Regions from separate parts of the Mus musculus genome. Here all the other regions are linked to region 2. Evidence: chromatin contacts called from public HiChIP or PLAC-seq and promoter capture Hi-C data. All regions are on one chromosome and are shown on one strand. The core of a region is the stretch at or near the end of the contact, and the rest is flanking DNA. Distances in the headings are between cores, read along the strand shown.

Region 1 (7,177 bases), core at 2,747-5,246, 270 kb after region 2:
ATGGACTGGTGGCATGCGCCCTTAGAAGGTCACTGGACCCTCACACACATTTCCAATCACTCCTCCTGTTCATGTGTACGAAGTTCTGCCCTGACTGAACATGGCCTTGGGGACTCGGGGTGGAGCTAGAGTATACGGGGTGGGGAAGGCTTATGGAAGGTGCTCCCTCAACGAATCACCTATGCTAGGTGCAGATGTTCCAGAACGGCTGCTTTAGGGTCACCCACTCTATAGCCCCCTCATCCACACTCTGTAAAAACAAACAAACAAACAAACAAACAAACAACCTAATAAGCCCATTGTTTTCCCACAGGGATCATTGGTGAACTGAACTTTGATTTGTTCTTGGGACCTCGGGATGTGCTGAGTGGGGAGACATTGTTCATGTGCCCTCCCCCACCCCCCGGGAAGAATTCTCACAACATTTGTACAGGACATTGAGTCTCTAGGAGAGTTTGAGGTTTGCAAAGGACAAGCAAGATAATGTATTGGCTAAGTCAGATTTGGGGAAGTTAAAATGCAGCATGATGCATATTATTTTATACACACTTCACGCCCATTCACAAACATCAATGCTCCTCCAAGTGGGAACTAAAGATAGTTCCAGCACTGACCCCTGCTTCCCCAAGTGCTCTCAACAGAGGCACACACAGATGCTAACGGTGGAAGTTACCTCCTCCAAGGCCCTCCACAGCTCCTCGTCCGTGTGCTCATTGAAGGGGTCCAGGTTTTTCCTCATGGTTCCAGTGAACAGAACAGGTTCCTAAGAGCCCAAGAGAGTCAATGTCACTGCCACGTTCTGACTTTCAGGACGTCATAGAAAGGAAAACAAAGGCACTCGAGTCCACTAAGGTTCAACACGCTCGCTCATAAAATGTCACTGCTCTTAAATTTCCCATCACATAAATGTGCTCCAAAATACCTTCCCAGTGCACGGAACGCTCAAAGAAGAAACCGTGGCAGTGTGCCGTCTTAAGAACGAAATGAGGAAGGTGGGTTCCTGTTGTTAAAAACACTTTCCTGGTCATAAACAAAGCTATGTTTATTGGAGTAACGTGAAAAAACTACTTGTCCGTGCTCACAGGACTCTGGAAAACAGGACGTGGTGTGAACAGTTTGTGCTTGGGTGAAACCTGTTATTTCCTCCTTCGGTGAAGAGTCTTCTGGGTCGCATTCTATTCTTCATTCAAGGAGGAGTGCGGCTGACGGAGCCAGTGGCCCTTCCAAGCGTGGAAATGACCTCTGACGTCACACCAGCCAATCCCTACATTATCTTGTCTGTGCATCAGGACTGCCTGTCTGGGGAACCTCACTGCTAACTACAAGGGCGCGGTAAGCCGAAACCCATTGTGAAGCTCGGACGGCTAACGCAACTTCCATTCAGGAGTTGCTCCCGAATCACATGCTGATTTCTAGGTTTTAAGGCAGCGTCGTGTATGTGCGCTTACGGGGGCTGCACGGATTTTCTTCTAGGAGTTCTGACAACCCAAGCCATAAGACATGGGCAGCGGAGAAGAGCCCAACTGGCTGTGAAGAATCTCAAGGTACACAGAGGTGAAGAACAAAAGTCACGGCTTTCCCACAGGTCCCGGGGACTGCTCCTGGGCTACAGATGTGTCACCTAGCCTTGAACAGGGTCTTGAACACTTAAAAGACCAAGGAGGAGGACTTTCCTTCAAAGACTGATACTGTTACTGCTTCTTAGTTTTACACTAATGACAGAAAAAAAAATGTGTGTCAGAAGACCAGGGCTGTTCCCCTTCAAATTCCCTCACAGCCCCCGAACTAGGACACCATTGTTGAATTTTATTTGTGCAAAGTTGATTGTGAAGTCATAAGAAATTTGAAAATGGCAACTAAATCAAACTGAAGGAATACCAAAGGCTTATCTAAGGTTATGCTTAAAATTACAGAATGTAAGATGAAAGACAAATGGCCATCTGCATGTGGTGGGACTTTCTTATCAGCAGAATAAACATTATTTTTCTGACTGCAGATTAAACACACACACACACACACACGGAGGGAGGACGAGTGAGCACAACTAACAAGACAGGTAAATTCTCTTCTTGCTTATATGAGGTTCACAGAAGGCACGTTGCTGTCTGCCAACTGTTCTCTCTTTGATGCTTTTCTGACCTCTCCACACAGACTCAGCACCACGGCCAATACGCTACGCAGAGGCCCCGACTAAGTGGCTCTAAGAGTGTGTATATGAGAGCCTTGAGGTAACCATGGTCAGGAATCAGCTTTGAGCCCACGTGGGAAATAAGAGTTGGTTTCTTCGTTTATGTGAAGGACAGGTCACTTTCCTTGTCCAGGAGATCTGATATCTACCTCAGCTTTTCTTCCTCCAGGTTCCACAGCAAAATCACATCCAATATATCAGGTCTAGACTCTGACAGAGAACTCCTAGACTTCTGCAGTGCCCCACCTTGAACACTAATACATGTAAGTGACTGCAGACATACAAAGTTCACAGTATTAGCATAGTAGGAATGGTGGCTTGGTGCCTTAGAGGAATGACAGTTCTGGTCCAACGCCCCATCTCACGAGCAGGTACTGACGCCTACCTTATCCCTACCTCCTCCCATTAGAAACTCCTTCATATTATATGTATCATATTATATGTATCAGCCACAGAACCTGCTTTCTCTTGTATCCTAAACACCAGCTTCAAACAAGAGACCCTTGGGAAGTTTGGCTAATTATCCCTAGACCACTATTCACTAAAATAAGGGTCTCTATTAAATCTATACTGTCAACTCAAAGGGAGTATTGGGCAATCACTCATGTTTATTTAGCAATGTTAGAAGAAAATAATTAAGTAAACAAGAGCAGTTTTCTTTGTTACAACACGCCGGATACACATTTCATAAGTAAAGTTTCATCAAGACTTGTTGAACAAGGAGAGTGATTTAATAAAACATTAACTGGTTGGAGCTATATTTTCTTTAAAAGTAGCAGGCAATTTGTTGACAATGCTGCTTTTACTAGGACAAATGCATTATACACTGCTCATTTAGTTTATCCACCTGCCAAATAAAATCCCTAATATTATCTTCAAAAGGTCATAAAAAAGTCCTCATAGCAGATACATACTGAGAGGGGAGATAAGGGTGAAGTTAATTATTATTTCTGGTAGATATTATTATTTAAAGTACCCACCTCCAAGCAATGAATTTCACAAACTAGTCTTATAAATAAGTGTTGTAAAAAAATGTTTGCAGGCAGAAGACTTCAGGGTAGGGATCAATGGGAGGAACCGACAACCTAATTTATTAGCCTCAGTATTTCCTCTGATGATATAGGCTTTAATAAGAGTCAAATTAGGAAAATAAATGCACTTATTCAATACAGCAATAAAACCAGAAGCCTAGTGTCAAACTTGTTTTTCATCATCCAGCTACTGTTGTAAGCCTTTGCAGCACATTCAGTGGCAGGAGCTTGGCTGGTACTAACATAACACACGCTCTTATTAGGCGTGCCACCCAGAAGCAGCCAGTCTAAATGAAACCATCTGGGGTACCAAGCTGATAATCCCGGTTCCCCAAATTAGAGACTTTACTAGGCTTTTTGAATGCACTGACTACAAGCTAGGCCTCCATTATGCTAAGGAGAAACTTAACCCGCTCAACTTCAGACACTTAAGCCAACCAGGGACCAAGACAAAAAGTACAAATGAACAAGCGTAATGTTCAACGCTTACTCTCATCTTCTGGGGGCACCAACCAGGAAACATCCCTCTCCTAAAATATCCACGCATTGGGGCCCGAACTGTCTCTGCTCTGCCTCCCAAGCCCCGTCTACTCTGATCCTTATGCCGGGCAGCGGTTCCCGGTCTCAAAGGTGGCGTCACCTGAAGTCCCCCAGGCTCAGTTTCTCTTTTCTTCTTCCCTTAGTCCTGTAGCCTCTGAATGAACTCACCATCATGCAACCTCAGAAGAAGAGAACATTGTTCGCCCACAAAAAGAGAAGAATTTAAGTCCTGTAAAGTCGCCTTTAAATACAAAAAGGTCACCAGCTCCAGGGAACAGTGCCATGGGTTTTAATGAAGACTTCAGTGTGCAGGAACAAAGGGACTGCATTAGGCTGGGATCCAATTGTATTTCTTTACTAGTAACACCACACCTACCCTCTTTTCTCTTTGAAACACACACACACACACACACACACACACATACACACACACACACCAGGTGATCAGAAAGGGGCCTTAAAGAGGCATAGCAGTTCTGGTTAACCTTTTAAACTCATTAGAAGCTCAGGGGAATTTTAAAAAGAAGTGGGCTGTTTAAAAAGCACCTGGCTTTTTGTTTTGGTACAAACAAAGGGAATCTATTAAACATACACAAAGAATCTGTTTGATCATGATAAAGATTACAGATGTTGGTACACATCAGCCCCTGCTAGCCGTTGTAAATGGGAATTTGCTGTGAATTGCTCTTTGATTGAGAACATTTCCTTGGTGCCAAAAAAAAAAAAAAAAAAAAAAAAAAAAAAGGCTCTGCTTGTAAAGGGATTCTACCCAGAAAAAAAATGTTGAGATCCACATGGGCAGATGTTTTCTGATAAGCTGTTCCTGAAGCCAGGCTCATCTTGGGCTCTCTTCCTGGCGGTGGCGAAGGTGGTAGGGGGTACGGAGGAAGTACAGGTGTCAGCCATTTGTTCTGCTCTAGGAAGATACAGCTCAAGTGGGGCTCCGTCTCCGTTCACTTGTTACTTAAAGGAGCTCAGGAGTCCCGCCCAGAACTGTCACCAATCTTAGGAACCCTCTGTTCCTTAAACTCTATTTCTGAATTGCCCCTGAGAGGTTGACAAATGACAGGCCCTTAGCTGTCTACTACCAAGAGGAGCTTAGCCATCTATCAAGGGGAGGAGCTTAGCCATCAACCAAGGGGAGGAGCTTAGCCATCTATCAAGGGGAGGAGCTTAGCCATCTATCAAGGGGAGGAGCTTAGCCATCAACCAAGGGGAGGAGCTTAGCCATCTATCAAGGGGAGGAGCTTAGCCATCAACCAAGGGGAGGAGCTTAGAAGAGAGCAAGAAGTTACTGCTCCCCAAACGGGCTGCTGGCTTGGTTCATCTAGACCTGCAACTCGGTGGCGGACCTAGATTTCTCTTTTGCTTCCCGTGCTACACAATCAGCTTTGGCTCCTGCTCACTTAGGGCAGCAGGATGCTTGACCCCCGTCGCTCTGTAGATTGGAATTCTCTACACATACAAGGATGGGCTCTGCCTCCACGGTTGAGTATCTTGGCGCTCCTTCAGTATGGCACCCAGTGAATCCACGTTTCTACAATGATTTTCTATTTGTCACTTGTATTTTTTGGGCAAGGCCACTTTCACAAAACTGCCTTCCAAAGCGCCTGACCGAGCCAAGAGCCTTAGGAAAAGATGCCTACCGGCTTTCCGCGACTTTTGACTTTCGTCTGAGTTTATTCGTTTTCTCTGGCTATAGTTTTAGGAACCCTTCCTAGGCAGGGTGGATAGAGAGACAATGACTAAAATAACTGACATTACGTCGTTTGATTATAAACATTCACGAGAAAAAGAATGTGGAGACTGGTTAATACTAAGTTCTGATGTTACTATCGTGATAGTTAGTAATGAGTTATAGATCTCCTCCATCTTTGGTTTCCTTCCTGGCTGCTCTATCAAAGGCTCCCCTTTTCCAGGGTGTTAGCAGTCAGCAGGCACCAGTCCCCAAGGCAGGGCAGCGGGCACAGCATTTTCAAAGGGCAGGCGTGTGACCAGTGGCTCATGAAATCAATTTTGAGGCTCCTGACTGTCATTTTCTCTTTTATATAAACAGGGCTGAGAAAATACCACAGCACAGACTGGAGTGATAGTGCTTGTGAGATGTTTGTTTCTGAGCATGTGGGTGTGTGGAGGTGGGCAGATGACCCACAAGGCATTCAGATTTTAGTATGGAGTTCATATGGTTGGCCACAGGTCAGTTTCAAACCAGCATGATCCAGGAGGTGGCATGGGGACTCCTGGCTATGCAGCTGCTGGGCCTGACTCTTCAGCAAATGAGGGTTTGGGGATGGGTTAAGGGCCTGGGAAGAAGGGAAACATGGAGGCTGTCACAGCTGCAACAAGCCTTTAAAGCAGTCAGATGGAGGAAAACCTTAAGAAATGGGGGCAGGGAAGAGCACAAAGACAAAAGAACTCCACTGAGACTGCAACAGCACCTAGGGCTGCAGACCAGCTGTTAGGAGAAGTGTTGCTTCTGTGAGAAAAACATTAGGCTTGTCAGGTTTTACCATAGCTATCCTCTCCCCGCTGTGTGCCGCACGTGCATGCGGGTTTTGGTGTGCCTCTGAGTAATGCTCTGAGTTTGGGAGGATTTGTTTGTTTTGTTTTTGCTTCCTCTTTCACTAAGTTTAGTTTATGTAAATAATTTGATTTAAAGAAAATCACCAGGGATTATAAGAGTTTAAAGAGAAGTTAATGGCCTAAGTCTTTCTAGAATGGGTTATACACATATAGGACTGTACCATAAGCCTTAATAATAGTTACTATTTATGAATAGTTACTATTTATCCTTAAGAAGCACACATCAGGCCATTCCCATTCTATCACGCAGCTGATCCTTCATGAAGAATCTGAGAGGTGGTAATTACAGAAACTCAGCCTGGGGAGTGAGGTGACTCCATCAAGGCCTCCCTCCCAGCAGTCGGAGATGGATAAAAATACGGGGCAGGTTGACAGTAAGCGCATGTACTGCACGGTCTATCCTAGGGTCTTTCCACACTGCACAGACCATCCTGGGGTCTTTCCACACTGCAGTCTATCCTGGGGTCTATACACATGCATAGTTTCTCCAAATTGTTTCTTATGTCAACCAACTAGCATCCAGGAGACCGGCTGTGCTTGCAGCGCATAGTGATCGTGTTCTACAAAGACACAAATCTAAGCACTGTTTTCTGAACGCATTCTTGGGAGCAGATCCACGTAGCCTTTGCAGTAAAGGAGGATCTCATGGAACAGCACCAAGACCTGGTGATGTCAAGGTGTGTTAGCATTTGCTCAGATGTGCTTCTAAACCATTCCCAGCAGAGCCAAGAATCGTCTGAATGCAGCTTCTTTATTTAGAGTTCTTTTATTTATACAAGCACACAACCATTTCTTACTAAGGAATATTAAAAGTAGCGTGGGGCACATTTCTAGA
Region 2 (7,512 bases), core at 2,876-5,375:
GAAACTGGTGGAGTGTTTTGAGCAGTCTAGATGTTTTTAAATGGGCTCTCTTCTACTGGTTCATGAATGCCACTCCCCCCCCCCCCAAGATAATGCAACTACTTGGGTTTTTTTCTTTTTTAAAATCTTTCCTATTCACGATTTAAAATGTGATAAATCAGGTTTTTGGCTCTGAATAACAATGGCTTGATTTAGATTCCCTAGTAAATCTATTCAAAAGTGAAACAAAGACTGCCTTTAGAGGATACCTTACACTTCACCTGGGCCAGGCCCCGTAAGGGCAATTCAGATAAAAATCTTGTTAGGAACTCAACAAGAAATAGAGGATTTTCTCTTTTCCCTGGTTCAGGCTTTATTTAACTCTTTGTTCAAAAAAAATGAACGGAGTGATAGTAGGGTTCTAATTTACAGATATAGCTTAGACGCATCTAATATTAAATTAGAAGATCGCACAAGAAAACCATTTACACATAAAAGTTAAAACCAATATTTAAACTTTTAAAACTTTATCTTACATAAAGCCAAAACGAAACTGAATACATGTTAGCAACTTCATTCACAAACATTAGTCAAAATATATACATTTAAAAGGGAACAAAAAGCTATAATTTCAGGAAGGTTTTTTTTTTTTCTAAAATGTGTTTTATAATTTGCAAGTGAATTGCAGGCTGTCTAGAAAATAAGCTAAATGGGAAGGGAGCTCTGAAAAACAGGCCAAAACAGTTCAGCTTGGGAGGAGTACTAGTTGGTGAGAGGCATCTTTCAAAAACAATTCTGTGCTTTCTTTCTGTCCTTTTTTTCCCCAGTTTTGCTAAGTAATAAATATATAATTACGGCCCAGACAAAAAAGTCTGATTTAATATTAGATAAAATTGCGATTCTGAAAGTTCCGCAATTCTTAAAAGTTAACTTTGACATTTGCTCAACATGTATTGAGTCTCAAACCGACTCAAATTTAGGGCAACGAAAATAACACATTTCCCAAGACTCAACGTTTTCACTGACATACACACATTTACAATCTTAAGGTGAACTCAGCCTTGAGGGGAAACAGCTTGTGTACTTTCCACGCGTTCGTAAACTGTGTCACAAGTCCAAGCCAGCGGACTCAGAGACTTCTAGCTGATATTTCAGGGGTAGAATATCGAACTGACAACTTCCACCTCACATGTATTTCTTTGCATTTCTTGTTCTTGGGAAAGAAGTAGAAGAAAAACCAAAAAAGGTCTTGCTTTGATTTGCACATGGGATGAAACAAAAGGAACGGCGGTCATCTCTCATATACAGGCCGGATTCGAGCTGGTCATTCACTGGTCAAGAAGAGATCCGGGCTGTGTTCTGCAGAGGCCTACAGAATTCAACAGTACAATCAGAGTAAGGCTGCCCAGAGCCACCCTACTCTAAAAAGCTAAAGACACGAGTCACCGGCTCTCCCCTTGGCCAGCTATTTCAGACCGAACATCAGAACCGAGCTCATGCAACACGGACCAAGTGGGACCGGGAGGGAGGAAGGATGAGACGCAAAAAGCAAAATCCAACCAACAAAACTGGAAAGCCCAACGTATCGTAAAGCACCGCCCCTCCCCCTCTGTGGGTCAAAACGCAACAGGTTCCGAAGTGCAAAGCAAACACCAACTGCTGGCGCTAACAACCGCTCTCCTTTAAAGTTGGCTGCAGAAGTGCGGCGGCTGGGGAATGATGCTGCGAAATCCACACGCTCTCTCGCCCGCGCCCTCGAAGGCTCGGCCTTTCAAGCCCGGACTGGCATCTCCGCCTCTGCCTGACACCTATACATCTATGTACATACAAACCGGGCCCCCTGTCGCCCGAGGGCGCAGCGGAAGGCCGCGAGTCTCGAACCTATACATATGTACACGTGTGTGCACAGGTCCCCGCGGGGTCATAGCGCGGCAGCGTAGGCCGCGGGGTAGGGGTCCAGCTGAGGCTTGCCCATGCCTGGCAGCAGGATGTAGGCGAGCGGCGGCTGCAGCCCCGGGCTGGGCCACGCGCTGCAGTTGCACGGGATCATGTAGCCGGGGTTGCCGGGACTGGGGTGCGAGTGCGTGTGCCCTCCGGCGGCCGCCGCGGCCGCAGCAGCCGCCGCGGCCGCCCCGTGGAAGGCGCCCGCACCCGCCGTGGGGTACCCCAGCGACGACGCGTACGGCAGGCCGGACGACGACGACGAGATCTCTGCCATCTTGGAGCCCAGGTCGAGCAGTGAGTAGGGGCTGCCAGCGGCGGCGGCGGCAGCGGCGGCGGCGGCAGCGGCCGCAGACTGCGGGAAGAAGACGCGCGCGGCGGCGGCGGCAGCTGCGGCGGCCGCCTTCTCGGGGTTCGCGAGCAGAGACTCGGGGACCAGGCCGCCGCCCGCGCCCGCGTGCAGCCCGGCTCCCGCCTTGAGCGCCGGGTGCTCGGCGTCCGCCACGCTGCCCAGGCCGTAGGGCACGGGGAAGGCGAACTTGTCCTTTTTGAGCAGCGTCTTGGGCTTGCGCCGCGGCCGGTACTTGTAGTCGGGATGCTCCTTCATGTGCATGGCTCGCAGGCGCTTCGCCTCGTCGATGAACGGCCGCTTCTCCGACTCGGTGAGCAGCTTCCACTCGGCGCCCAGGCGCTTGCTGATCTCCGAGTTGTGCATCTTAGGGTTCTCCTGGGCCATCTTCCGCCGCTGAGCCCGCGACCACACCATGAAGGCGTTCATGGGCCGCTTGACGTGGTCCACAGGCTTGGACATGCTGTCGCCGTGCCGCGGCTGCAGCCCGCCGCCGCCGCCACCGGGGCCCTCGGCCTCCGCCCGGAGGAAATCAATGTTGGCTGCCAGAGGGAACCGGCTCAGCGGGCGGCCGTGCGTCCCCGCGTCGTTCCCGCGCGGGAAGAGAGGACCAGACGACCAGCCCTGGGTCGGGGCGCTGCGTCCCGGACCGCTTTGGTCTGTCTGGTCGAGCTCTAAGAAAAAATCCTCTCCGGGACCCTGAAACTTCTCCTCGGTGTCCCCACTCCGCGGTGTCACTCTGCCCTCTGCTTTTTTGTCCTCTGTCCCGTTGCTTTGGCTCGCCAACTCCCTGCAGGTGGCCGCTGCCTGGTTCTGCTCTCCCCTCTCCTCTGTCTTCAGCGCCTTAAAAGCCAAGCAGCCCCGAAAGTTGAGCGGCGGAGGATCCACCAAGTTGAGCCGAGAAGCCCGCCGCCGCGTGCTGCCAAGTGCCAAAGGGGGCTCTCGGCGGCTGGAGTGTTTGGGTTCTCCCCGGTGACTTTCTCATTTGACAGAAGCAGATGGGAGTGGGGGAGGGGTGGCCGCGAAGAGGAAGAGGAGGGGTAGGGTCGGGGCGCGCAGAGCAGGGCGGCGGACAGAAACACAAACACTGCAGCGGCCCGTCTTCTGTGTCGGGGTCAGGGCGCGCTGATGGAACCCCCAATCCTGTAGTTCTGCTGAGGGCTGACGCTGTCCCCGGGCACCTGCCTGGAGAATCTTGCTGCCGGGCTTTGGCACAGGAGAGGAGAGGAAGGAGGCGGGCTGAGGTTTTGAGTTAGCCTGAGTCGCCGGGCCTCAGTGGAGACTGTCCGGGTTCTCCGACTCGCTGCTGCAGGCTGTCCCCGGGGCCATGCTTGCTCCGCTGGCTCCCAGCTTCCCCGGGCGCACTGAAGGTCTCGGGCTCCCGGAGCACTCCAGAAGCGGAGGGCTGCTCGGTGCGGCGCGGCCGGCCAGGCCCGGGCGCCTTCTCCCAGCTCCGGTCGCAGCAGCCAGACACTTGCAACTAACTTCTCCCAAGTTTCCGGCCCGGGCTCAGCCGCGCCCCTCTCGGTGAGCGCGCCTCCGAGCGTGCGCCCGCGTGGGTGCCGCGCCCGCGAGCCCCTGGGTCCCGGCTACTCCGGGCGCCGCAGGCTGGAAGGATGCAGGGATCCAGGTCCTGGAGGAGGACGGGGATTAAAGAAAACGTGCTATATCACCTCAGATCGCAGGTCTGCTCTGGGGCTGCTCCTGCTTTCCCAGCTCCGGGCCCAGGCTTTCGCTCCGCCGCTTCCGAGGCGACTGCAGCCCGGCTCAGGTGAGTGTCGCCACCTGCGAGTGTTGGCGCCGGCAGCGGGCGCTGGGTGTGCATGTCCAGCCGCGGCCGTGTGTGAGTGTGTGTGTATATCCTGGGAGTGCGGAGGAGGAGCCGGGGAGTCCAGGAGGGAGGAGGGACCAGCGGAGCCTCCTCCCGTCCCCCCTCCCAACACTCCTCCTCCTACTCTTTTTTCACTTTGAGTGCAGGTTTAGGCGAGTGGAGTGTCCGCCGCGCGCCGCGGAGTCTGCGCACTGTTTGGAGCTTGGTGTCGCCGGCGGCTCCCCTGTTCTGCCCAGCGCTGCTGGTGCTCTGCTGGCTGCTCTTCCGGGAGGATGAAAGCGGTACACCAGAGGAAAAGAGCTTCAGAAACTGGCGAGGAAGAGGGTTGAGCCTGGGGGTGGGAGTGGGGGAAGAGTCTTTGAAAGTGTTTGAGACTGTTCCGAATGGCAAGAAAGTACTCATTTTCCTTGGAGGGCCAGGTGTGACTCGCAACAGACGCCTCCGGCAGTTTCTTGCCTCATGGTTGCACTCAGAGGTAGTGGAGTGGAAAGTAGCCCAGGATGGACAGAACATTTTTGGCAAGCCTTTGGAAAAGGAATGAGCCTAGGTTGAGCCCGCATCCCCTTCTGAATACACAGCTTTTTTAAACAGTTGTCTTCTGTCTTGTTTTGCCTTCTTTTAATTCTGGTCGTCAGAGCTATCTCTGTGTTGTTTCTTTAACGTTTGCAGTCTCTCAACGATAGGGCAAAGCTGCTTCAAATCAAAAGCATAAATCATTTCTCTAAATAAAAATTTTAAAAATGTTCTACTCTGACAGTTTTTATGCTGTTGAGCCAGTTTTCTTGCTTGGTAGTTAGAGCTATTATAATTGACGCTATACACAATCAAAAATCAAATAGCACCCCCGAATATTCCTGGGGAACCCCCCTCCTCAGGGACTTTGTGTTTCAGGCAGATTACTTGTCTTCCTTTGGCTGTTTGCAAGTAACACATTCGTATACACGGTTAGCTTTTTTTAAAATGTCTTTTTGCAATTTATGTCCAGTTTGTACACACACGGGACCTTTGAACCATTGATTTGTAATCAGGGCATTAACATGAATTGGTTTGCACTCCTATTTATTTAAGAATTGGGCTTGTTTTGTTGCTCATTTAAATTGAAGAAGGCGATGGCTTTTGAAATGTTTGTTGTGATAACAGACATGCCAGTCAGCAGTGGCATGTTAAGTGGGTTTCTGTTTTCCTTAGCTGTCATGTTTGTAAATGCTTATTTTGTATTGTTTTTGCTCTCCTGTTGCTAAAACAATTGAACTGATTCCTCTAGAATCATAATTCTTTACCTCACTTTTGTAGACACTGTCATTCAGACTCTGGGTGGTGCGATGCTAAGACTCTGGCAAGTGTAATTACATAGACTAGGATATTAAATACACTGTTTCATGATGATAAACTACAAAATTACTGTCTCTGAGCTTTCAACCTACCAACTTGCATAATAGTTTTGAGACAAAATATTACCCACTGTCACACAAAGAACATATATATGGGAACACAATATATGAAAACTGTTATTCACTAATTCTGAATAAAGTTGAGTCTAGTAATGAAAATTATCTTGACATAAAAAGATTGAAGGCTGAAGAAATCAATTTATGTTGGTAATTTAAATAATTTATGCGCTTCAAATTTATCTTATAAACATGCAATAAATTATGATTGCATAGAAATGTTTGTATATATGACTGAAATCTATGCTTATGTATGCTATAAGTTGTCAAAAATCAAATACATAAAACTTTTGTGAATAACCCCAGTATAAACTATGTAACATTGCCCTTTTAGCAAGTGAGCCAAGTTAGAAAACTCAGTAGAAAGCAGAGACATCATAAAAAGAAAATAATTGTGTGTGCGACCTGTGTTCATGAAACAAAACTTAGCACAGTTCAAAATGGGCGATGCTTTGGTTTATCACTTCTGGATTTTTGGGGGGGTGGGGGGTCAGTATTCTTGTCCTGAGACCTTCACATCTGAAGAAAAGAGCATCCTCAATAATTGTGAGATAAAAGAAAATAGTTTCCCTGTTACCCATCAACCTCCAGACCCCTCTGGCATGAGCCCAGCAGAGCTTTTAATAAGGGAAAGCCCCAAACCTTTGTGTGTGTGTGTGTGTGTGTGTGTGTGTGTGTGTGTGTGTGTGTGTGTGTGTGCAAATGTAAATTCAGTTTTCATTTGCTCCCCTGTTATGTTCAGATCGGTAGAATGGCACATGCTTAAACAACTAGGGTGCAGTCCCTTCTGAATGATGAATATGTAGGTTATAGGAAAGGGAATGGCCCATATGAGGAATAGGTAAAAGACAAGGAAATGATAGAGACTTGTCAGTGCGATGGGTCCTGTCGACTCTTAGGAAGCACGCAGAGAGCAGACCACCTGGTTAGTTTCACCAGGAGACTCTGCTTTCTTTAGGGACACGGTAGTGCCCGAGCCACAGAAGTATCCAGTGGGAAACAGAGCAGACTTGCATGGAAAGTCTGTGGGTGTCCTGATACTGCCCTCCCCCGCCTCATAGCCTCCTTCATAATTGCTCTCCTTTCCCAGTCCCGAAAGCTTCACTAGGAGGCAGCAATGATGCTGGCAGGAGTCGAAAAGTACCTGGCAGCATCAAACCAGGCAGATCCACTTTCTTCTTCTCAAAGGCATAGGGAGGTCCAGGTCCCAGTGTGAACCTAGACGCCTCCCCCTCCCCCCCCCCATCTTTTCAACGTTCTCCTCCCCACTTCCTCCTCCTGCTTCTTCCTCCTCCATCTCCTCCTCTCCTTTCCTTTTGCTCCATCCTCACTCTGTATGATATTTTAATCTACAGGTTTCAGGAACCCAACCTTCAGGATACTTTCAACACTTAGAGGCCAAGCCTCATGGTGGGATCCACGTGGAATCGGGGCGTCTAAAACTATCCTTAAGAGAACCTTGGGGTCCAGCTCTTCAGCAGGTGCTAGGAAAGAGTCATCTTTCGCTCGAAATGCAATGCAGCTTGTTTGACCTGCTAAGAAGGGAATGATGACAGCAGCCAACCTTATTTAGGCTTTAGTGACAGCTCTGCTTTCCCAGTCTTTTATCCTACGGGGGGGGGGGGGGGGGCAGGGCGATACAGGTTCCAAATGGATTAAACAGGCAAGAAAAGTGAGTTACATCAGAGGGTACAAATATAGGCTTTCGTATCATTTTGAGATTTCAGTCCCCGATTTTCATCGTTTCTGCTGTGCTTACAAAGCTAAGGTTGTACTGATGAGGTTGTACAAGGAGGTTGGCACTGGCTAGAAGAGCTTTCCCTAATGACTACACTAGAAACACCAAAATTGTCTCTTTCTGACTCTTCGGCCCCACCCAAGGCCCTCAGCCCTACCCCCGCCAGGAAAACCTTTCTAAATTTAAGAGAGGCAGTTGCACAAAATCCCAATTTTAAGCTTCAAGA
Region 3 (7,092 bases), core at 1,743-4,242, 350 kb after region 2:
CTTCCCCGTGAGTCACCCCCAGGAGTCATCCATCACTGTGAGCCCTGGTGCCCCCAAGTCTGACATCAAAATATCTGCACTAAGGAGGTTCACCCTGACCAGACCGAGAAGTGACTTCGCCCTGTGCTTCTCCCGTTTCTGTGGGCCTAGAGAACAGGCGCATGGAATTGTAAAATGACCACCAGTGTTTGACCTCAGTTCCTCCAATAAGGACCTTCTGAAATCTCCATTCTGTGGGGACAGGTGTTTGTCACTAAAGCTGATGATCGAGTTCAGTCCCCAGGACCCACATGATGAAAAGAGAGCCAAGTACTAGAAGTTATCTTCTGAACTCCACACACTCACTACCAATACAAAATAAATAAATATAATAATAATCTATGAAAATTAATCCTAGTAAACATTATACTGCATTTCTAATAGGCCACTTAAAGAGCTCTAGAAGAATATGCAGTTGTGCTTAATTTGTCTTTATGGATGTTTTAGAACAGTTGATAATAACACTTTAATAAGATTTGAAATTGTTTTTCCTGTTTTCTTCCCCCTGATCTCTACACACACACACACACACACACACACACACTGTGCACACATGCACGCACAAGGCTGACCCTGAACCCAGGCAACCCTCCTGCTTTAACTTTTCAAGTGCTGGGATTATAGGAACGAGCCACGAAAATTTGTGTTCTATGTCTATATTTTTTAAAAGATTACAACAAATATTCCAGTGTTCCCACTCAAAAATGCAGCTCAGGAAAAAAAAAAAAAGAACATCTCATGGCAGTATGTAAGCATGGTTCTAAGTCACCTGCACAATAGCAAATGTTATACATCTCAGAGCTAACACTTTTCTGACATGTTGGTTGGTTGGTCATAAAGTTATAAAAACTTGGCATGGTGGCATACACCTGGGGTTTGTAGTAGGACCATTCCAGGCAAGACATTCAAGTGCGGTCAGAGCAGTACAGTAAGATCCAGCTGTGTGCCCTTGGCATGTACATGTGCACACACAGACAGACAGGCAGGCAGGAAGGCAGGCAGGCATATGCACACACATACATGCAGGTTGGGTAATATACTGGGGAATGACCCAAGAAAATGGAGAGGCATAAGACAGAAGTTGTCATCTGTCATCCAGAAACAGCAGCTCTTCCTCCATGACAGTTTTCTTTCTCTCGTGGCTTTAGAAATAATTCATTTCCAAATATAAAATCCTTTCGAAGACTGATACAAACAAGGAGGCAAGAGTCGACTGGACAGAATAAGGAAAGCAGGAATGGAGAAGCTGAAATGCCTCTCACTCACTTCCACACTAGACTCAAGGTAGACTTTGTAATTTCAACAAACATGTCACATTCTGGAGCACAGCCTGTTAGATTCCTAGTGGGTGAGTGGTGGGCTGCTAAGCCCACACAAGTTTTAGAGAATGTTAATGTATTTCCGATTGCTATGACTCCCACCCTCACTTGAGAAGAAATAATTCAATTTTTACCAGAAAAGAGAAATGTTACTACAGTTGGATCGTGGTGATCCACGGGTATTAGTAAGACATCTTTAGAAAATGAACAAGGAGGTGCTGAGAGTGTTGGGCACTGAAGCACCTGCCAGGCAGGCATGAGGGGTGGACTCCAGGTCCCCAAAGCGCAGCGCTGTGCACCAGTAACTCCAGTCAAGCACAGTGCTGTGCATCAGTAACTCCAGCATCAGTGGGTAGGTGGTGGCAAGGCAGAGACTTGTGCCCCCTTCCCCCTCCCCACCCCCACCCCCCCAGGCCTGCTGGCCAGACAAGGTAGCAATGTCACCAAATTGGTAAGTTCCAGGTTTGGTGAAAGACTGTCTCAAAAAATAAGAGAGAGTGATTGACCTCTGACCACCACACGTACTCGACCACACATACACAAACGGTTTCATACACCACACATGTACATGCCCAAAATAAACAGAAAAGATATCCGTGGAGAACAGAGAATACACTATCCAGTATTCTCCAAATTCCTAGGACACAGACATGCTGAGAGGTTAGTAAATGTTGAGCTGAAATTCTCACTGTAATTAACGATTCGTGGGAATCTTGTTCTTTAAGGTTTTTTGTTTTTTTGGTTTTTTTCAACCCTCAAGTAAATGAATGGGGACAGTACCAAGAGGCCTGGACAAGAGAACAAGAGGAATTGTGCACCCACATGGCAGACCCTCGGGAGTCAGAGACCAGGGTAAGTGTTTTGTTTTCTGTTGTCATTGTTAAGACAGCAGGTGAAGGGAGATAAGGAAACTGACAACATTTGGAGAAGTTTAAGTTGCCAAAATAAATGAACGAAGCCTGCTGTTAAGTGACAGGACACAGGGAAGGAGGCCAAATCTGTCCCACTCTCGGCCGATCCACGGTTTGATAAGAAGCTAGATTTGTCATTGCCAACAGACACAACCCGTCATAGGACTGATCTCTGAGACATCAAAGGAATGGGCAGGGAAATGCTGTGAAACCCTTCGGTATCTTTCCACAACCTGTCGGCTTTAGGGGTTTCTTAGCTTTTTCTTAACTTAAAAAACTTCTTTCCAGGGCCTGGAGAGATGGCTCAGCGGTTAGGAGCTCTGACTGCTCTTCTGAAGGTCTTGAGTTCAAATCCCAGCAACCACATGGTGGCTCACAACCATCCATAATGAGATCTGACTCCTCCTTCTGGAGTGTCTGAAGACAACTACAGTGTATAATAAATAAATAAATCTAAAAAAAAAATTCTTTCCAATTATTTCTAAAGAAATCCTATAGTGTGACAGGGTCACCAAATGTCAGCACAGAGCTGGTGATGGAGACTCTGACATGACTAATGTTGACTTCCCCTCTTGAAGAGCCTGGCCAGGGGCTCCCCACCTGCAGACACACCTTCAGCACTGGCAGCAAAACAGCAAGCACTTTTCTGTTAGATCTCTCCACCCAGAGCTATGTATCTGGATATCTCTCAAGGGTATTAGAATCAGCCAGTAGTTTATGGCATCTAAATTGCTGGCTTATTGATGCTAATGGGGCAGTCGACATAGTAGAAAGTTATATTTGCCCTGTTTGATTTATTACACCCTTCAATGTTCTAAAAAGATAACCCAGAGCTTCGAAGAACCAACTAGAAATCTCATTTTCTTCTCAGGCTGCCGTAACTGTATTTTGCGCAAGAGGAAGTTTTGAAGCGTCAGAACGACCGCTTGACAGACATGGAGAAGGAGTGCCCAGAATTAACTGCAGTGAACAAACCACAGAATGTCTCTAAAAACATCCCAGGAATAAAATTTGAAGGCCCAACAATCTAAAACTGCCTTGGGTCAACTTTAGATTTCACTTGTGAAATTTGTCATTTTTCACGCTTTTTGCAAAAGGTGAATACATAGAAGCTCTACATTTTAACTGCCAATAGTGTTAAAAAAGGAAAAAAAAAAAAAGAAGAAGTTTCTCCCACTCCGAGGAAGTACAACCATCCTCTCACCTGGAATGATTCCAAAGTGCCATTTAAATAGAACTCAATTATAGAATTTCAAACCGTCTTTCCTTAATTGCAAATAGACTTCTGTACAGAACTTCAGTCATATCATCTTCAAACAAAAAGTAAACCAGATGTTTGGTACTTACATGCAAAATTGAGCTCTCATTGTAAAACCAAATTAAGTTTAAAGTGAACTCTGGAATGAAGCTAAGCCCCATTGAAAACAAAAACAAAAACAAAACACGCAAAGCAACAAAGCCACACAATGCCGGTTTCGTTTGAGGCTTGTTCGTCTGAGGTGATCTGCTTTTCCATAAAGCCAAGACAGCACGCTTCCCGCAAACCCGCTGCGTATGGGAACGTGTATAACGGTTTCAAGGAGAAATGTCTACAACAGACCCAGGTATTTGAACGCCTGGGCCCTAGCTGGTGGCACTGTCTGGGGAGGAAGTTCGTCACTGGGGGGTGGGCTTTGAGAATTTAAATCATATGCCACTTCCAGGTCACAGTGTCTGCCTCATACCTGCCTTTGAAGGTGTGAGCTCTCACTTCCCGGTCCAGCTGCCACGCCCCCTCTGCTGTTGGTTGCTGCTCCTCCCCACTCTGAGACAAACTCTTACTCCTCCGGAACCATAGGTCAAAATAAACCTTCTCTTCCCTACGTTGTTGGCAGTTCTGGTGTTTTATCACAGTAACAGAAAAGGAACTAAGCTATCTTCCTAGGCTATTGATTTAGAATTTGTCAGTCGGAGGGAGGAAAATCCCTAAAATTGTATCATGTCATCTTTTAACAGTCAAAAAAGAAAAATTCAACCAATCAATTTTAATTACCTATGAACCAGGCAGTGTCTCACATCACACACATCCACATATTCGCAAGCACACACACACAGAGTTCTATCAATCCCATGCTACTTATGGTGTTGGAAGCAGTTTGAGAAGGCCTCATAGTCTGGCATGCATGAGGCTGTGATCTGCAGACAGGTAGGTAGCCTCCAAAGTTATGTTCTTCACCACATACTACCTTGGCTCGCAGTCACCACAGGGAAATTAAGGAGGGGTCATTGCAGTTCCTGCTGGGTAAACCTACCCATTGGTTCATTTCCAAAGTTTCTGCCTTATACACCTTTAACAGAAGGAAATGATATAAAACACATGGTATCATGAGAAACGAAATCTCACACACGCACGGGACCATGAGCGCCACTGAGGACAGCTGCTTCAACCCAGAACATCCTAGTCGACAACCAGTGTTCTGTCCACTCTGACGCCCAATCAAAAGCCGATGTGAGGATGGAGGGGGTTAAAAGATGATGTGCAGCCAGGCGTGGTGGCACGCACCTTCAATCCCAGCACTCGGGAGGCAGAGGCAGGCAAATGTCTGAGTTCGAGGCCAGCCTGGTCTACAAAGTGAGTTCCAGGACAGCCAAGGCTACACAGAGAAACCCTGTCTCAAAAAACAAAAAAAAAAAAAAAAAAAAAAGATGATGTGCAATATCTATCCAAAACTGAGGTGGCCCCGTTCTGCAGCCCAAAAGCTCACAGTTTGACCTGTCATCTTAGCACTTGGTGATTCTAATAAAGAACATTTTAGAAACATTCCTGAAAGCTCAACTAAAAAAAAAGCTTTCATCTCCTACAGCTTCTGGAGTGCGGATGAAGGATGCTCGCTCAGACAATGTGGCGTGGAGGAAGCGGAAGCTCTTCGCATGGAGCTCCTGAGTTATGGAAGAAGCACTGGATGTACTTGCCTGGCCTACAGACCGGATGACTCCTAAAGGAAGAGGAGTCGATCTGGATTTGTGATAACCAGCTGATGTCTAGATTACACAGTGCCCCCTCTCATCATGCTGGCTTGGCTGGTGATGTCAACACCCACTTATTTAGTCTGAAAGTCAAGGGAGAATGACTTTCCAGTGCCCGCCACATGATCACCACCACAGGGAAGGAATGCAGTCACTTTTCCTCACACCAACATGGCCACATGAAGACCAGCACCATGCGAAGGCTTTGGCAGCCCATATGCTAAACTTGGAACGATACAGAGATCAGCATGGTCCCCGTGCAAGGAAGGCATGCGAATTCATGAAGAGGTCCATATTCTTTTCCACTTAACTCCAGCACTCAGGAGGCAGAGGCAAGCAGATCTCTGTGAGTTCAAGGTCAGCCCAGTCAAAAAGCTGTTCCAGGACAGCCAGGGCTACACAGAAACACCCTGTCTCAAACAAACAAACAAACAAAAAAACAGGAAAGATGGACGTACAGACAGACGGATGGATGGACAAAAAAGGGAAAAGTTGGTACTGATGAGAACTTCAGTCTATGGTACACACTAAACCATGTTTAACTCTCATCTTTATGATAAACAATATGGAGTTTAGAGAGATTCAGACTAGCATGAGATACAGTTTTTAATATGTCAATACTATCTTGTTCTCCAAAAAAGGAAAAATAAATTTATAGTCCACACACTGCCCTGCCCCCAGTTAATTTCATGATTCTAGACCATTCTGTCTCTAACAGAAGAAATTTTTCTTTTAATTATCTAAAACTGTTATGTGTATGAGTGTTTGTATGTACATGTATGACCCCTGCATGTATGTACGCAACACCTGCAGAGGTCAGAAGCAAGCATTGATTACCCTAGAACTGGGGTCAGAGAGGTTGGTGAGTCGGTCACAGACTGGAAACCAATCCCAGGTCCTCTGCGGGAGCCACTGATGCTGTCAACTGCGGAGCCATTGCTCCAGCCCCCTGTAAAATTGGTCATGATGACTTACAAGAAAGCAGTGTTTCCTTGTGCATCTATTCTTGTTGGATTGTTTTCTTTTGTTTTATTCTGTTTTGAGACGGGATTGTTCTTCTACTCCTATGTACTTAAAAGTAATGAAAATGTATTAACCAGGGCTCTGACTATGCCATAAAGCACAGATGATCTACATGTGTGCAATTATACGCGTGACAAAATATATGTCAGAACAAATACCCTGGCACTGAAGTAGCTTTGCAAATGTCCTAGGTACCGGCTGCCGCTGTTCTTAACTGGGCCTCTGATCTCTAGATCAGATCCTAGGCTTCCCTGAGCTCAAAAGGAGTCCAGCCATTGAGCCAAAAATCTCTAAACTTCTGCTTTAAGTTCAGTGAGAAATCGGAAGCTATCCACTAATCCCAAAGTGAGGAGGAGGGGTTGCCGCCCCCCACCCCGGGCAGGGCTACCTGTTCTAAGGATGTTTTCCCACAAGCTGCACGGTGCTCCACTCTGCAGCAAAGGCAGACCTGCAGGCAGGATTTTCCCACCTGGATGACACTGACTGCATGCTGAATAACGTCTGGCTAAAGATTTCCAAACACCCAGAGCAAGTCTAAAATAGACTTTCCAGGTGTTCAGGAGGTTGAAACATTTGCCCACGTGATACAATCTATTAAAATGCAAATGTAAAGAAAAAAAAAAGAAAGAAAGAAAGAAATGAAAGCAAAAGAATTTCCAGACCGGAGAACTTGATTGTGCGATAGCTTTCTACACAACCACAGCATTTTAATAAACTTCCACTCAAAATGCACTTTGAAGCTTGTCAAGTTTTTCTTCTAGATATTAAAGGGCTTCTACTTAAAGAGGGGGATT
Region 4 (7,341 bases), core at 1,832-4,331, 310 kb after region 2:
CAAGATGGAGGGCTGAGGAGATGGCTCAGTGACTAAAGAGTATGCTGCGCCACGTCAGGGCTACCCTTTCAATGCTTGCATCAATGCCAGGAGGGCCTGGTGATGGGCCTGGATTTCTAACCTGTTGGAGGCTAGACCGGCTCAAGAGGTCAGCTTTGGGTTCAATGAATAGACCCTGCCGGTACGTGTAAGGAAGACAGTAGTCAAAGAAGACATGACATCAGCCTCTGGTATCCAGAGGCACGTGCATACATATATGCACACACGTACACTCATGTGCCCACATTCGAATACATACACATACATCCTACACATAAACACATATGCCAGAAAGAAGGGTGGGCAGTGACTGAGAAAGAAGCGTCGACACTGGACTCCATCTTCAATCATACGCGCACATGTATGTGTGTACAGACATAAGCACACCAATAAAAAAATGAAGTACCTCCATACGGCTTAGGACACACAAAAATAACTGTGAAATACACAAAAGAAAAAAAGGTCATTATTAGACTCCATCAAAGTTAGAGCCTACTGGCCAAAAGATACTGTTAAAAAAACAAAGAAAAGAAAATCACAAACTCGGGGGTGGGGGGTGAGGGGAGAAATTATTAGAATTAAACATACACGCATTCCAATAAATCAACCTGTAACAAGATTTTTAAGAATAAATTTACAAAGAATAAGCAAGAGATTTGAACCAAAAAATTCACACACACACACACAGAAAAGTTCCGAGTGGCTGATAAATGTGCACCAAAAAAAAAAAAAGGTGCAGCATCGCTAATCATCAGGGAAACCCAAGCTAAAACCATAGCGAGACCAGCCATACCTACAGTAAAGGCTCCGATCAAGAGAACTGGTAACACTAAGCCCCATGCGTTACCAAAGGCAGAGCGCCCCCAGTCACTGTGCATGCGATGTGTGAGTAGAATGGCACTGTGAAAACTTTTTGGTAGGTTTTCTTTTTTTCTTAGTAAACATACACCTACCCGAAGCACAGAAATCCCACCCAAGGCATTTTCATCTCAAGGGAATGAAAATATACGTGGCACATAAATACTGATACAAGGAGGGTTGGTCACAAAACGCGACAACAATCCAAATATCCATCAACCAACAGATGAATAAAATATGCTATCTTCCAATACAGCGTCATCTCTCGGTGGCGGTGGTGGGAGAATGAAGGAATGCGGAGGGGTAGATGGAGAATAAATGGACAAAATTCATCACTGAAACACTCATGGAATGAGACCTAGATAATCAAAGGAATTCAACCACAGAAAACTATGTCATCAGGGTTCCACTCCCACCTATGTGCAGGCATGTGCTGAAAATTTTATAGTCACAGTGTCAAGAAGGATTTATACTGGGTGCTTCTAGAGGAGGGAAGAGGACCCATGTGAAGACTAGACATCATTTCTAGATGTGACTAGAAGACTGGAAATGTGGCTCAGAACACACACAGCTCCCAAGGCCTGGGTGACCTCTCTCAGGGGGTCTGAACCCTGCACCACAAGGTAGAGGCCGTGCCGTCTACTTCTAGGCTGGATTCAGACCCTCAGCGAATCCCCCATCAGGAGCCAGAGAAACGGCTTGGAGGAACAAGTGGGTTGTGAAATTCAGAAACAGGAGAGACTCCAAGACAGGACTGATGATGATGAACCATGATCCAGATGGGATTAGAAAGGCACAGTGTATGTACAAAGCAAAGTGCTCAGGCCAGCGAGACAGCTAATGGGGTGCAGCGTGTGCTGCCGAGCCTGAAAACCTCCATTTCTTCTCCGGAACCTACATGGCAGAAGAGAGAGCTGATTTTCACAAGCATGCTCCTGCACACACACGCAATAAGTGTAGACAAACAACAACGACAACAAAATCCTGGGCTGGAGAGATGGCTCAGTGGTTAAGAGCACTGACTGCTCTTCCAGAGGTCCTGAGTTCAATTCCCAGCACCCACATGGTGGTTCCCAACCATTCATAATGGGATCCGATGCCCTCTTCTGGTGTGTCTGAAGAGAGCCACAGTGTACTCATACATAAATCTTAAAAAAAAAAAAAACATAAAATAGGAAGTGTGCGATTTTAATAAAATTGAAGCAACCAGAACACCAGAACACAGACAAAAATGGATACAAGCAAGAACAGCGAGATAATGGAACTCTAGAAGTCTCCACCACTTTACTCTCTGCCTTAACAACTGTGTAGGATGGCTGACGGTGGGAGAGCCCACAGGGGTGGGGGTGCGGAGGCACAGTGAAGACCTCTATTCTTTGACCACACACACCACCCAGCCATGTTAGCTTATAAAGTTTTGTGCTCCTGTAGAACACCACCAGGCTTGATTTAAAAAACAAAATTGTTCAGTTTTGTTGTTGTTGTTTGTTTTGTTTTTTTTGTTTTTTGTTTTTTTTTTTTTTTTTTTTTGCTCTTTACGTCTTCATTGCCTTCTTGCTAAACTACAACCATTATCGCCAGAGCACACATGCTGGGACAAATTGCCTACAAGCCTGGGAGAATCCCCAGTGACTGTCACCACACTACCAAGTGTGGTGCTAACTCTCTGACTGGCAAAAATCCCAAACTTCTCCTCTTCCAGGAATAGTAGTCAGGGGGCCTCATGAACGATACCAACCGATCACATGGGCTGCCTGGGTTATGTGTTGGTCAATATTGCCAGTACCTGCTATCGTCAGCTCGACTGTCTACGATCAGGGGGCACACCTCAGTCAGGCAGCTGGCACAGTGCTATCTCTGAGGCTGGCATTTCCAGGTGATTAATTATTCCCTCCTTGCAAATGCACCAAATAAAACCTCTTTTGTTGATTTCCAAAAGCATGAAAAACACTCTGATTCGGTTAAAAAATGGATGAGTTTACTTTTAAAGAATGAGATCTTTGAAAACCAGGGTGAGGCAACCTACCTAACACCGTCCTTTGTCTGAGAGGAATTGGAAGGTGGGAGTAGGCCGAGCAAACCATAGAAATCTCAGAATGACGAAGTCATTGTCCTGGGTGCTTTCTACACACTTCCCCTGACATCTCCACACAAAGCCGTGCAAGGGTCAGTGGGACCAGACAAGTCCGGGCAGTTCCACCCCTGGGCTTCTATAAAAGCCAGTGACCCAGCCTATTATCCCCAAGTCCTAGGCTGGCTTTGTTCCCCATATCCAGATGCAGTAGCTTTTGCTCATCCTGCACCCCCAGGAAGAAGGGACTGGGGACGGCTCCTTCGCGTCCTTTGGCTTGGCATTTTCACTTCATAAAGCAGAAGTCAATGTGTCTATGTGCAGGGAGGAGGGGAGGTGCGTTCAGTGGTGGTCTCCACTACTGCCCGCACTGGTGGCTAGAGTAGCCTTAGGATTAGTCCTTTGTGTGCCATGAAAGGGTAGGAAAAGTCAGTTATTTAAGCTCAGTCAAGTTGTTGGCCTGCTTTCTTTTTCTCTTTTTTCTCCCTTTCTCCCTTTCTCCCTTTCTCCCTTTCTTTCTTTCTCTCTCTCTCTCTTTCTTTCTTTCTTTCTTTCTTTCTTTCTTTCTTTCTTTCTTTCTTTCTTTCTCTCTCTCTCTCTCTCTCTCTCTCTCTCTCTCTCTCTTTCTTTCTGATGAGGATGTGAAGTGAAGAAGAATGGCTTTGCAACGAAGCTCTAAATCATTGGCAGCGTTTTGCAGAACGCAGCTGTGTGCAAGTTTGCACACTCAGAAGTACACCCCCCCCCCTCAACCCCACTAAATAATGACAAGTCACTACATTTTCAATTGCTTTGTTCGGAAGTGGGCATGTTAGCTGCCAGAATTCCAGATAAGTGAGACACTTTGCTCGATGCTACTGGGGACCACGGAAGCTTTGGGAATAGTCCAGAGATTACATTAGTATGAAATATTTACTGCTCAATGATCTGTTCTGAAAACAACAGACCCTGATCATGTGGCACAGAATGGGAAATAGCCACTAAAATGATAAGCACTCACAAACCCAACATCTTCCATACAAGCTCACGAGCTGGGACTTGGGTCTGGTCTGTGTCAGACAGTTACCTCAATGGAACACAAGAGAGCAGACGATGATCACTGTTACCAATTTATTTGTCTCGCTTAGAGATAATATTATATTTTAAAAGAAGCATATCCTTTGTTACTTGAATGAGTTTTGCTGGAGTGTCACTGAGGGGAGGGGGTGTGGCTCAGTGGTGGGGCAGGTGCCCAGCTCTGGATTAGATCCCCAGACCTGGGGGGGGCAGTGGGCCGTGTAGGGGACAGGGTCCGGGGGTGTTCAGCCAAAGACCTATCACTCTATCCGCAACTCTATCTGCTTGAGAAAATGAGGTAGAAAGGTTATTTGAGCCCAAGAATTCCGAGACAGCCTATACAATGTATCAGAATCTTACTTCTAAAACAAAACTAAACTGAAGGAAGAGAATTTTGCTGGCACGCTGGCAACCCTCTCTCCTGCACTCCGTATGAGGTAGGTGCTTTTCTTCCATCTTTACCGCTCTATACTATGTATCTCTGTCAGCAATGTCTGGAACGTAGCTCTGTAAGCATGCACAGAATGTAGCTCTGTGAGCATGCACAGAATGTAGCTCTGTGAGGATAGAGAGGGTCAGTGGTAAGGCTTAGTGAATTAGAAAGGAAGGTTGCCAGACTCCCCAATGCTATCACACATGACATGTGACCCTTATGCTTTAAGTGCCACTCTGTCACACACAGTCACTCCACAGCACGTAAACTTAAGGCTTTTCCTGAAGAAGCAAGAGCACGGACTGAAGTGATTTTTTAAGGGCTCTGTGACCTCACGTAGGAAGACACAGGAGAGAATCCACACATTAGCTTTTTAAACAGTCTGTCCTCATCTAGAGCGGAGGGCAGCTCAGTTTCTCCAGCTCCTACGATGTAATGAAACATAGCCACATCTGGTGGCCTTCAGGGTTACCTATGGGGTAAGGAAGTAGTTCCGGTGGTAGAGCTGGACTAGCACATGCAAAGCTCTAGGTTCAACTCCCAACACCATGTAAATTGGGCATGGTGGCATAGGCTTCCTCATCCCAGAACTTGGGAAGACAAGAGGATCAGAGTGCAAGGTCATCCTTCGCTATGTAGTGAGTTCAAGGCCGTCCTGGGATACCTGAGAACCTATTGCCTAAAACAGAAATGGCTTGTGATGGATGCATCCCTGAGGGATGAACCGTTCTGCACCACAGAGTCAGAGTCAGGATTTGTCTTAACCATGGCATTCTTATGTCGATGCTCCGTGTTTAAATCACTGACCCTCTGCCTCTGTGCTGGGCCAGTCCTCTGCTTTCGGTGCCCTCTTCTCCGTATCCTACCAACTACTACAACGTTAAGGGCTGGTTCTCAGGACACCGTCTCTCCAGGATCTGTCCCCACTGCCTTTGTCTTGTCTGAAGCCTTGTCTCAACACCTTGTGCTATTATTATTCCACAACATAGTCTCATTACAAACATCACACACCCTGGGAGTCCTGACAAGTGTGCCTTCTCTACTTCCTGGTGTTCAGAGACTATCCCCCACAAAACTTTGTCCAGTTCCTCCAGGCAGGATGCAATAGAATCCTGAAAGCTATGACCTACGAATGTAAGGCAGGTCGGAAATAATTCCCTGCAGCTTAGTCTTAATTTTAAAACATGTACAATGTAGAACTTACAACCTAGAGCAAGCCTTGGATTCATTGAGCGATACCTGCTTCTTCCTCCTGAAAAGTCTTATAAATAACGAGTCTTCAACAACTCTCAAGACACTGGGAAGGAAGCTCTCTGCACAGGGTCTCCGTGTATTCCTCCAGGACATCCCCTCCCCCACCTACTCTTCAGACCTGTGGTGGTTTAAGTGAGAATGGCCTCCATAGGCTCATATATTGGAATGTTTGGTTCCCAGTTGGTGAACTGTTTAGGACAGACAATAAGACATTTGTTAGAAACATGAGGGTTTGCTGTTTCAAAGTCCCACGCCAGGCCCAGGCTCTCTGTCTTTCTGTCTCTCTCCCTCCAACTTTCAGATCAGATGTGAGCTTTCAGCTACTGCTCTAGCCCCATGCCTGCCTGCTGCCCTGCTCCCTGCTCTGGTCTGTCATGCTGGTCATAAACTGACTCTCTAAAGCTGTAAGCAAATCCCTAGTTACATGCTTTATTCTATAAGCTGCCTTGGTCATGTATTTCTTCACTGCAGTAACCTAGTAACAAAGACAGCACGGAAACCTAATTTACTACCAAGGGTGGGGGGAGGAGAGCATTTAACTGAGTATTTTGGGGGGGGGGGTTGGGATCCAACTCTGGCTAGGTGGTCAGGACAGCCTCCTCAGCCTCCCAGTGCTGGCTGGGGCTATATGTGTGCACCACGGCACCTAGTCTTAAGAGAAGTGGTTAGTGAGTCATTTCAAAGCTTTCAGCCTATCAAGCTCCTTGTTATATGGTATCAGTTTTGTTGGTAAGAATGTCATCATTAAGTTACAATGACAAGCATCCTGAGAAAATTTAGTAGGATGCATGCGGTGACTATGGGGCAGAGCGCCAGCAACGGAGGGCAGACCACTTACTAGCTTTGCAAATGGTGTGCTTTTAAGAGACAGGAGGGCAAACACAATGTGCCAGTCAAGCAGGAGCAGACCAGCTAGGCCACATTCAGCCCTCAGGGTTCCCAAATTAATGGCTTCACTCAAAGGGGCAGAAGGTTCTGTTAGTGACACCACTGTTCATCCTCACCTTATCCACAACTCTGAAAGTCATGAGTCTCTCAGAGTAAAATGCACTGCTCAGACACCATCAGACCACTTCTGTGCACAGGGATGGTGCACAGACCCAGAGGCCAGGGCACTGTAGGATACTGAATGGAAATGGGATAAGAGAACAATGAACTCAGGAGATTCCTCACTGCATCACAGCATCCTAGTCTGCTGCATCCCTCACTGTGCATCACAGCATCCTGGCCTGCTGCATCCCTCACTGCATCACAGCATCCAGGTCTGCCCATCCCTCACTGCATCACAGCATCCAGGTCTGCCCATCCCTCACTGCATCACAGCATCCTGGCCTGCTGCATCCCTCACTGCATCACAGCATCCTGGGCTGCCCATCCCTCACTGCATCACAGCATCCTGGCCTGCTGCATTCCTCACTGCATCATAGCATCCTAGACTGCTGCATCCCTCACTGCATCACAGCATCCTGGCCTGCTGCATCCCTCACTGCATCACTGCATCCTGGCCTGCTGCATCCCCCACTGCATCACAGCATCCTGGCCTACCCATCCCTCACTACATCACAGCATCCTGGCCTGCCCATCCCTCACTGCATTCAGCATCCTGGCCTGCCCATCCCTCACTTTATCA

Evidence for each region. Promoter capture Hi-C pulls out the DNA fragments that hold promoters and counts their contacts. HiChIP or PLAC-seq counts read pairs in DNA pulled down with a chosen protein or histone mark.
Region 1: an H3K4me3 HiChIP or PLAC-seq map of embryonic limb bud shows a contact between it and region 2, with 6 times the contacts expected there. The contact joins the enhancer-like site here to the promoter of Sox21 in region 2. A contact is called at or near these places in 1 of 39 promoter capture datasets (cranial neural crest), 1 of 484 Hi-C or Micro-C datasets (epidermal suprabasal cells), 20 of 115 datasets of contacts at active chromatin or transcription factors (astrocytes, a colorectal cancer cell line, craniofacial prominence and 12 more) and 2 of 9 other capture datasets (adipose tissue and embryonic tail).
Region 3: a contact with region 2 is called in a promoter capture Hi-C map of hematopoietic stem and progenitor cells. The contact joins the enhancer-like site here to the promoter of Sox21 in region 2. A contact is called at or near these places in 19 of 39 promoter capture datasets (the 3T3-L1 cell line, the HPC-7 cell line, HPC-7-derived erythroid cells and 13 more), 4 of 15 datasets of contacts at CTCF or cohesin (embryonic stem cells, large pre-B cells, pro-B cells and 1 more), 53 of 484 Hi-C or Micro-C datasets (the AtT-20 cell line, B cells, the G1E-ER4 cell line and 35 more), 34 of 115 datasets of contacts at active chromatin or transcription factors (Th17 cells, acute myeloid leukemia, astrocytes and 21 more) and 5 of 9 other capture datasets (adipose tissue, embryonic stem cells, embryonic tail and 2 more).
Region 4: a contact with region 2 is called in an H3K27ac HiChIP or PLAC-seq map of stem cell-derived neural progenitor cells, with 4 times the contacts expected there. The contact joins the enhancer-like site here to the promoter of Sox21 in region 2. A contact is called at or near these places in 5 of 39 promoter capture datasets (cranial neural crest, frontonasal cranial neural crest, hematopoietic stem and progenitor cells and 2 more), 1 of 484 Hi-C or Micro-C datasets (nephron progenitors), 14 of 115 datasets of contacts at active chromatin or transcription factors (craniofacial prominence, embryonic basal ganglia, embryonic brain and 9 more) and 1 of 9 other capture datasets (adipose tissue).

Annotation. Positions count from the first base shown.
Region 1 is chr14:118,506,920-118,514,096 of GRCm38.p6, forward strand. It overlaps Abcc4 (ATP-binding cassette, sub-family C (CFTR/MRP), member 4), which reads right to left. Exons shown (of 31, transcript NM_001033336.3): 27 at 674-763. Among named protein-coding and RNA genes, the nearest start is that of Mir6391, 82 kb to the right of the region's middle. Within about 2 kb of position 3,997, at least 10 of the 459 cell types and tissues checked have an H3K27ac peak or open chromatin away from gene starts, as enhancers often do. A contact at or near this core is called in embryonic limb bud, where this site is marked.
Region 2 is chr14:118,232,905-118,240,416 of GRCm38.p6, forward strand. It overlaps Sox21 (SRY (sex determining region Y)-box 21), which reads right to left and starts at 4,126. Exons shown (of 1, transcript NM_177753.3): 1 at 329-4,126. The coding sequence starts at 2,731. The coding sequence ends at 1,901. Gm4675 (predicted gene 4675) reads left to right here and starts at 3,328. Exons shown (of 3, transcript NR_131969.1): 1 at 3,328-4,040.
Region 3 is chr14:118,579,564-118,586,655 of GRCm38.p6, forward strand. All of the region lies in intron 19 of Abcc4 (ATP-binding cassette, sub-family C (CFTR/MRP), member 4), which reads right to left. It also overlaps the pseudogene Gm23302. Among named protein-coding and RNA genes, the nearest start is that of Mir6391, 9.4 kb to the right of the region's middle. Within about 2 kb of position 2,993, at least 10 of the 459 cell types and tissues checked have an H3K27ac peak or open chromatin away from gene starts, as enhancers often do. A contact at or near this core is called in bone marrow-derived macrophages, granulocyte-monocyte progenitors and hematopoietic stem and progenitor cells, where this site is marked.
Region 4 is chr14:118,540,105-118,547,445 of GRCm38.p6, forward strand. The region is part of intron 20 of Abcc4 (ATP-binding cassette, sub-family C (CFTR/MRP), member 4); the gene reads right to left. Among named protein-coding and RNA genes, the nearest start is that of Mir6391, 49 kb to the right of the region's middle. Within about 2 kb of position 3,082, at least 17 of the 459 cell types and tissues checked have an H3K27ac peak or open chromatin away from gene starts, as enhancers often do. A contact at or near this core is called in embryonic stem cells and stem cell-derived neural progenitor cells, where this site is marked.